Linked DNA regions of Zea mays: region 1 is linked to region 2. Evidence: chromatin contacts called from public Hi-C data. All regions are on one chromosome and are shown on one strand. The core of a region is the stretch at or near the end of the contact, and the rest is flanking DNA. Distances in the headings are between cores, read along the strand shown.

Region 1 (4,375 bases), core at 267-2,766, 140 kb before region 2:
CAAAGTATTGAAGCTATCACTTGTTCTATAACTCTATAACCATTACCATGGACCTGCTATAATACAGGCACCTACTTTTTCACTCGTTAGGGGATGTGTATGAACTGTCTGATTTGAATCAAACATGAAATGAAGTGTTTTCCTGCTTCGCTCAACTGTGACTTGTGAGTGCCCCCCCCCCCCACCCACTCCTCAGAACATGGCCACAGCATTCCCACTCCATATTAACAACTCTCAAAACTCCATATTAACAACTCTCAAGGTCCACCGCCCGCTGTTGACGGCACTTTGCTTCACCGGTCAAACTGCCTCCAACAAGTTTCTGCTTCTTTCTAAGGCTAGATCACCCAGTAGCCTGCCAAAACCCTAACCCCTTCCAACCACCGCTCATTGCTGTCATGAGGTGCCATTACCTGAAATTTCACAAATCTCAGGCGCCTGATGTACAGGAGTTGTGTAAAATTAATACAGCAGTGCCACTTTATGTTTAATATAGCATACACAATCCAAAATCAGTGACCAGCACTTTCTTTTAATTAATCCCTGGGCCACAAATGATGTTCCTATTGTTATCGCTGATTTGCACCCCCCCCCCCCCCTCTCCCAAACCCAGTGGCCAGGGTTGCAATGTAATTTGCTTCAAGGTGGATTAACCAGTAGCTAAAGAGCAATCTCCACTACAATCACTACCCTAAACCAAAAGAGGTTATATTCCTCCAATTGTGAAATTACAAATTGTGGTTACTTGCAAACCCCAAATGAGTTACAGAATGGAGGTTCTGCTCCTCCATTTGTGAAATTACGAGCTGTGATTAACTGGTTACTTGCAAACCACAAATGAGCTATTTATGATCGTGAAGCAGGTAAATATACTAAACTCGTGTCACTTCATAAACAGTACATCTGACAAACTACCATTCTGGAGATAACTCGAGGAAAATTTGTTTCTGACCTCGCGGCAATCTCCCGCCGCTTCCTGCCGCTCTCCTCGAGCTGCTTTCTCTGCAGGATCTCCGCCACCCGTCTCCCTCCCGACACGTTCTCATCCTCATCGTCATCCTCCTGCCCCCTCTTAGCGACTTCAGTGACCTTCTTCAGCCACTCCTTCGCTATCCGCATCTTCTTCTCCCCCACCGTTTCCTCGTCCTCATCCTCCTTACCGCCCTCGTCCCCATCCTCATCAAATCCGCGGCCAAGCGCAGCCACGCCGTCGTCGTCGCTGTCCTCGCTCTCTATGTCCTCGTCACGGTCCCCGCGGCGGCGCTTGGGCGCGGACTCGAAGAAGGGGTCGTCGTCCCCTCCGCCGCCACCACGTCGGGAGCCTGGGCGGGGCTTGGGGCGCGAAGCCCGCTTGCGGGAGCGCGGCGCCATGGTGACTGGTGGGGAGCGGGCGCTCACGCTTGGGCTGGGATTTCGGTAGAGGGCGACAAGGTGTTTCGCCGCCGCCGTCGGTGGTGAACACGATAGTTTGGGGGAAGCGACGGGCGGCGGAAAGGCGAGGGTTTAACAGGAGTTGGAGTTGGGGACGGCCGGACGAGGGCTTAACCGATCGGCAGCGGCAAGCCTGACGTTTGGGCCAGATGGGTTGAATACAGTCTGGGCCGAGCTTCTCCCTGAATGTATATTGGGTCGAATTTCTCTTATATTTCGAGATGTTTGGCACTGATCTGGTTCCAGCTTTAACGTCGAGATGATGTGGTGTATATTATAAAGGTTTCAAAAAAATATTTTAAATTTAAATAAAAAACAAAGTGATTTATTAAATGTCTTCTAAAATCTTGCAACTTCAACTTTACGATTTTTAAAGCTTCCAATAATCTATTTTATCAACTTCATCAAATTTTATGAAGTTGAAGCAGTCTCAAATAGGACCTTGATCTATATTTATTAGTCCCTCTTAATAGTTACACCCCGGCCTTCCTCCTAGTTGTGAAATGATGCAAGCTTTAGATAGGTGTAGTTCAGTATGGTCATGAAGTTAGTGTAGCATGGCCTTTCGAGGATGGATTATAGGATCCCAGGAAGTCCACCTCGAACGTCGCTCTGTGCACAAATTCAAGGGATCGCCTGTGATATCCTGGTTCCAGTGGATGGTGATATCCTATTTCAAGGCTTAATATAATTAATAGATTACTCATACAAAACAAAATGCGTCTTCTTTTTTGGAGTCTGTCTCGAAAGAACATAGGGGTTAAACGTGATTTGCCTAGAGCAATCTTGGTATGGGTAACCGACGGGGAAGTTTTCCCGTGCGCACGAGTGAGGACAAAGTGCACACAAAAAGCTCATATTGGTTTGTGGGGATGGTCTATGACCCTAGATGGCTGTCAGGAGTAAGTATCGCCGGTCCGGGAGTGGACGGGGTGTTACAAATGGTATAAGAGCCGATCCTCATGGTTTTCACGGGTGTGTGTGGGCTAGGGGTTCGGGCATATGGCGCATGACGTATGTGGACCCAGAGTGGTCACATGGCATGACATATGACAACACTGAACACACGGCCAAGAGGGGGAGGTTCCTGGCTTGGGGTTGATCGATGAGGATGTCGATTTTCTAAGGGGGTGGATTGTGATATTCTAGTCCAAGGCTTAATAGAATTAATAGAGTACTCATACAAACAACATGCATCTTCTTTTTCAGAAGCCTGCCTCGAAAGAACCTCGGGGTTAAGCGTGCTTGGCCTAGCGCAATCTTGGGATGGGTGACCGACCGGGAAGTTTTCCCGGGTGCGTACGAGTGAGGACACAGTGCACATAAAAGACTCATGTTGGTCTGTGGGGATGGTCTATGATCCTAGAGGGTTGTCAGGAGTAAGTACTGTCGGTCCGAGAATGGACGGGGCGTTACATCGCCAAACGTGACGGGTAGGGTGATCTGCTCGAGGGGTAGGCTTGGTGCCCTGGTATGACGCCATGGAATGGTGCGGGGCTGGGTAACAGCTCGCAATTCCCAGGGTGTCAAATGTCTCAATATATATAATGTTGAGACTGCTTCCTTCGTCCATGAACGCTTTGTAGAGGCGCTTCGAGTCCACGATGAGCTCGATGACGAGAGGGTAGGTCCTAGGATGCGGTACTTTCTAGGGGTTAAGCGTGATTTGCCTAGAGCAATCTTGGTATGGGTAACCGACGGGGAAGTTTTCTCGTGCGCACGAGTGAGGACAAAGTGCACACAAAAGACTCATATTGGTTTGTGGGGATGGTCTATGATCCTAGATGGCTGTCAGGAGTAAGTATCACCGGTCCGGGAGTGGACGGGGTGTTACAAATGGTATAAGAGTCGATCCTCATGGTTTCACGGGCGTGTGTGGGCTAGGGGTTCGAGCATATGGCGCATGACGTATGTGGACCTAGAGTGGTCACATGGCATGACATATGACGACACTGAACACACAGACGTGGCCAAGAGGGGGAGGTTCCTGGCTTGGGGTTGATCGATGAGGATGTCGATTTTCTAAGGGGGTGGATTGTGATATTTTAGTCCAATGCTTAATAGAATTAATAGAGTACTCATACAAACAACATGCATCTTCTTTTTTAGAAGCCTGCCTCGAAAGAACCTTAGGGTTAAGCGTGCTTGGCCTAGCGCAATCTTAGGATGGGTGACCGACCGAGAAGTTTTCCCGGGTGCGTACGAGTGAGGACACAGTGCACACAAAAGACTCATGTTGGTTTATGGGGATGGTCTATGATCCTAGAGGGTTGTCAGGAGTAAGTACTGTCGGTCCGAGAATGGATGGGGTGTTACATCGCCAAACGTGACGGGTAGGGTGATCTGCTTGAGGGGTAGGCTTGGTGCCCTGTGAAAGGGAAATAGGCTAAAACATTTTCCTAATTGATTTTGGTGGTTGAATTGCCCAACACAAATAATTGGACTAACTAGTTTGCTCTAGATTAGAAGTTCTACAGGTGCCAAAGGTTCAACACAAACCAATAAAAAGTCCAAGAAAGGGTTTAAATAAAAAGAGCAAAAGACAACCGAAGGCTGCCCTGGTCTGGCGCACCGGATTGTCCGGTGCACCACCGGACAGTGTCCGGTGCACCACCGGACAGTGTTCAGTGCACTAGGGAGATAAACTCCGAACTTGTCACCTTCGGGAATCTGGGAAGCCTCTCCGCTATAATTCACCGGACTGTCCGGTGCGCCAAGCGGAGTAACGGCTATAGCGCCAACGGTCGACTGCAAAAGTGAACAGTGCCGACTGCGCGCGTAGAGTCAGAGCAGGCGCCAGATGGCGCACCGGACAGTGAACAGGACCTGTCCGGTGCACCACCGGACTGTCCGGTGGCCCCACTTGTCAGAGCTCCAACGGTCGAACCCTAACGGTTGGGTGATGTGGCTGGCGCACCGGACACTGTCCGGTGCGCCCTTCGAC
Region 2 (4,524 bases), core at 43-2,542:
GCGTAAACAACATGCGTAACAATAGCCAAGCAATGACAAGTTCGCTGCGACGAGACGATGCACACGGAATCATGCATGGATCAACGTGCGTTCGTGTGCACGATGGTGCACCAAAATCGCGCGGGCGCGGACGTGCGCGTACATGCCGGACTGCCGGCCGGGCGCCAGCAGCTGCTAGTCGAGGCCGAACGCCTTCCTCATGCCGCACACGAACTGGAACACGTGCTCGGCCTCCGGCAGCGACTCGGCCACGCACTGGTTCTCCCGGACGCAGCGCTCTGCCCACGCCGCCAGCGCCGGGCACTCGGCGGCGACGCCGAAGCCGCCAAACCGCTCGTAGGTCAGGAACCACGGCGCGAAGGGCACCAGCGCGACGTCAATGTAGCCGAGGGCGTCCCCGCCGAAGTACGGCTTCCCGCCCAGCTCGGCCTCCAGCGTCTTGAGCGCGGCCACCGTGTCCTTCGCCGCCGCCTCCACCGCCGCCGCCGCGCCCTTGGGCTGCCGCCACACGCGCATCGCGCAATCGTTGAGCTGCAGATTAATTAAAGCTAGATTATTAGAAGCCTAGACTAGATAGGTATATTGATCTCGACGATAGACCATCTTAGGATGGATGGACGCGCGCGACCACCTTGGTGTCGACGTAAGAGGCCCAGAAACGGGCGTGGGCGCGTGCGTAGGGGTCGGCGGGGAGGAGCCGCAGCTCGCCGGCGGTAGAAGAGAAGGCGTCGTCGATGAATTCGAGGATGACGAGGGACTCGCACACGGGCTTGCCCCCGACGATGAGGACGGGGACCTTGGCGTGGACGGGGTTGGAGGACAGCAGCAGCGGGCTCTTGGCCGCCAGGTTCTCGGCCTTCTCCTCGTACACCACGCCCTTGAGCTTCAGCGCGATGCGCACGCGGTTGCCGAAGGGGCTCACGGAGCAGTTGAGCAGCACCACGCCTCCCTCCATTGCCTCCGATAGTCCGATCCCTTGGAAGCTGCTTGTGCTTTATTATCAGCAGACGATGGGGCCGGGACGCTCGATCGCTAGCTGATGACTGGAGCTTGCATTGCCAATGGCTTCTTGATTCCACTCCATGTCTATATATATAGCTAGCAGAGCAGATGATGCATATGGCAATCTGCTAGATGTTGAGCTACGAGGACGAGGTGCTCTTTGGACGGGCCGGAGGTGCTGCCATTTTTCTTGCTGATGGAAATCAACAGCATATGCTGATAGGTCATCATCGACCGGACGACCGCACCAATAATAATGCATCGAACGATGCATGCATGTCTTCGATTGTTTCGTCGCTAATAAATTGTTCGTTTCTGCATGTGAGCATGTCCTAGCTCTCTCTATTTAATTTGCTTCTTTGCATGCCGGTAAAAAAAATGTCAGGCTATGCAGCTTCGTGCGGCTCCCGGCAGCGGCGCTGCGAAGAGTTCGAGACGTCTTCAACGTCCGTCCATGCATCTTCCTTGTGGACGTAGGACGCCGGATGTTCCTAGGCTGGCCGGGCGCCGGATGTCAGTGTGACGGAGAGGTAAAGCACAGCTTAAAAATCCAAATTAAAATACAAGTTCTGCAAAGCTGCGGTAGTCTTGCTATGATTCTTGTCAATGACATATAATATCGTGTTGTGAATTCCAAGGTTAATCGTGCGTCACGTGCTTACGTAGGTCTGACACCCTCTCCGCTTTTCGTCTAACCATGGATCTAATAAGCTGTTACACCATAGATAGACTATAATAAACCAGTTAAGCCAAACACGACAAGAAGCCAAACGCAACACACCGCTTCCACGTAGTATGTATCACCTCACTAGCTGAATGGGTATGGGCAACCAAGCAAGCTATAAAAAGCGCGGTCAGATTTTTTTCCAACTCATAACTTTCTCGGCCTCTTGGCTAAGATAGAGTATAATATTTGTTATTTTCGGTTTAATATCTTATATATGGACCATAAATTCTTTTTTATATTAAATATATAATTATCAAATATGATTGTGTCATCGCAGCGCACGAGCATTATACCAGTATCACTTTAGTTATCTTATTACCCATCGAGGTCTACGATAACAAAAAAAATGCCGTAGTATAGTTTTCCTTCAATCCAAATGTTTGCAAATTCCGAACCTTAATTAATTTATTTTCAGTCATGAGGTCTTCTGTTTGAAGCTCTTTGTGTGACCTTCATAGAAGAGATGAAACGAGATCCAACAGTGCGCGTGTCTGGTGTAGATGTTGGTTTTAGCTTAGATGTTTGGAGACCTTAGAGTTTTGGATACCCGTATTGCAGAGAACTCATTTACTGGTATGGGAGTTGGAACTGGAATGAAAGGGTTGTGAGGCCTGTTGTTGAAGGCATGAACATGGGATTCCTACTCCTTGCTTACAACCAGATCTAAAACAACTGTGGCGTGCTTCACTACACTTGTGATACGTGGCCATGGTGGTGTCGGTCAACTCGGAGAGCAGAACACTCACAACGTCCGGAATCATATTTTCAGTCGATCCCTGGCCTGGCCTAATGAAAGCTGCCTGCCATCAGGAGTGAGAACCCTGTGTTGTTGTTTGAGCACGTACTGCACCGGTCAATGAAAGATCCAAAGCAAATTCCCCGAATGGCACAGCCTACACGAACATTGGTCGGTAAATTGGTAACTAATGCTTGTACAAACTGCCAAATGTGGGTACTACAGTAAAAATTAGCGTTCAACGTAGAGTATCAAAAACCATATCAAATATTCAACCTTCTCTGTGGTTGGAGGTGGCATTCCATTGAAATATTTAGAGCCCAAGGATGGTACTCATCACTGATCCATCGACTCAACGATGTCCGAGGGCACACGAGTGCACCATTCAGAGTTGCAAGTTATACAGGTGATCGCAAAACACGACGGACCGTCTTTTGGTAAAAAGGCAACAAGGACAGACAAAAAAAAAAACTCAGGCCAGCAGTGCAATCATTTATCATGTTGCACTCAGGCAAAGGTCACCAAAAATGCTACCATACGCCAGTAGGGCAGTGAGTCATATCCATAGTTGCTCCTTGCGGTACTCTCTCACAATGACCGGTACACTAGTTGGCGGAAGCTGCAACAGGAAACAACACAATCAAATACTGATCAAATGGCACACATGTCATCTATCTATAAACCCTAAACAAATTTGGAATAAACTAGCCATCCATGTATAACCGCAGAAGCCAACAAGTTCAGGACAATATAAGAATAAATAGATTACAAGGTCAAATTAATGTGATGACAAATATCAGATTTTTAAGGAAACAAACACAAGCATAGGTGCGTAACTGTCAGTGCGTAAATGCTTGGAGTTTAGAGTGGCATGGGCCTACACAACTCAGCAGATTTGTTTGGTGCAACAAAACACAACAAGTTAGCCTAGTTCAAAGGTCGAGCACTGGATGGTTCGTACATAGGTTATCAGCTGCTTCTACACTCTACAGAAACTGTGCCAAGTCGTGAGTAAATATTCGAAGAGAGAAAACACTATGTTGAAGATGTTGGATACAGAGAGTTTGTTATGGTTAATTTGAGTGCAGCATATGTATACAGAACAAGACGCCTAATAAAACCAGTTCAAGCAGATCAAACCAATTACATGGTTCAATAGATTCACTAACAAAAAGGGCACATGTTTTGTTGCTAACAACTGGGCAGCAGTAACTAGATGCATTATGTTCAAAAAGATAACATTTGCACACTTATCCAAAAGATAACCTAGAAGATTGATTATAGTGAGAAGTATATCTTACCATTCCGTAGTCAGTTATGATCATCGACACATAATCAGGTGGGGTGGCATCGTACCTATTAGATGTGCAACATTATTTACACCGAGGGGAATAAAATCAGAAGGAATGGCTGGTGTATAGAATTCACAAACATACGTTAAATTTAGCAATTGGAGATTTGCACTGTCTGCCCAGTTCTTAAGATGGTCCTCTGCCTTCCCAGGAATTTTCAAAATGACATCTGGATCGCCTGAGTAAGAAAACTCATGTCAAGTAGCTCTCATGCACGAGTGCAAACATATATTTGCAATGCATAAACGATAAAATATCCTTACCAAGCTCATTAGCACATATAGAATCAAGTTGCACTCTCTCGTGAAACTTGTATGCCTCACAACAAACCAGAACTGGAACTCCAAATGCATGCGCAACCATAGCCACAGATGCTGTCCCAACTCGAGAATAAACTGTCCCATTTGATAATATTGATGAGGCACCCAACAAAACTCGAGTTACTTCATGCATGATGTATGAGATGGCATTTATGTGTGTATATGTGCAATTAATGCCCTTTGCCACTAATCTCCGCAGCAATCCCTGTCCCTCAAGCTTTGGGCGAGAATCTACCACTACAACTCGAAAGTTCCTCCCAAGTTCATGAGCATAATCCAAAATCATTTCAACAACTGTTGATGATCCATATGTCAGTAAGACATCGTTGTCTCTGACCTTTGTGATGGCATGGCTGACAATAACTTTATCTGCAAGAACTATCTTCT

The links. A called contact is a pair of places that touch in the nucleus more often than the background predicts.
Region 1: a Hi-C map of ear shows a contact between it and region 2, with 2.0 times the contacts expected there. The contact joins the promoter of LOC100276857 here to the promoter of LOC103626044 in region 2. A contact is called at or near these places in 2 of 25 Hi-C or Micro-C datasets (ear and tassel).

The regions. Positions count from the first base shown.
Region 1 is chr5:17,950,787-17,955,161 of Zm-B73-REFERENCE-NAM-5.0, reverse strand. LOC100276857 (U3 snoRNP-associated protein-like EMB2271) reads right to left here and starts at 1,516. Exons shown (of 7, transcript NM_001150561.2): 1 at 953-1,516. The coding sequence starts at 1,371.
Region 2 is chr5:17,814,036-17,818,559 of Zm-B73-REFERENCE-NAM-5.0, reverse strand. It overlaps LOC103626044 (probable glutathione S-transferase MSR-1), which reads right to left and starts at 1,292. Exons shown (of 2, transcript XM_008646424.1): 1 at 632-1,292; 2 at 175-531. The coding sequence starts at 955. The coding sequence ends at 175. It overlaps LOC100304117 (translation initiation factor eIF-2B delta subunit), which reads right to left. Exons shown (of 7, transcript NM_001165599.1): 4 at 4,081-4,524; 5 at 3,902-3,995; 6 at 3,767-3,821; 7 at 2,729-3,084. The coding sequence ends at 3,022. It also overlaps the pseudogene LOC111589514.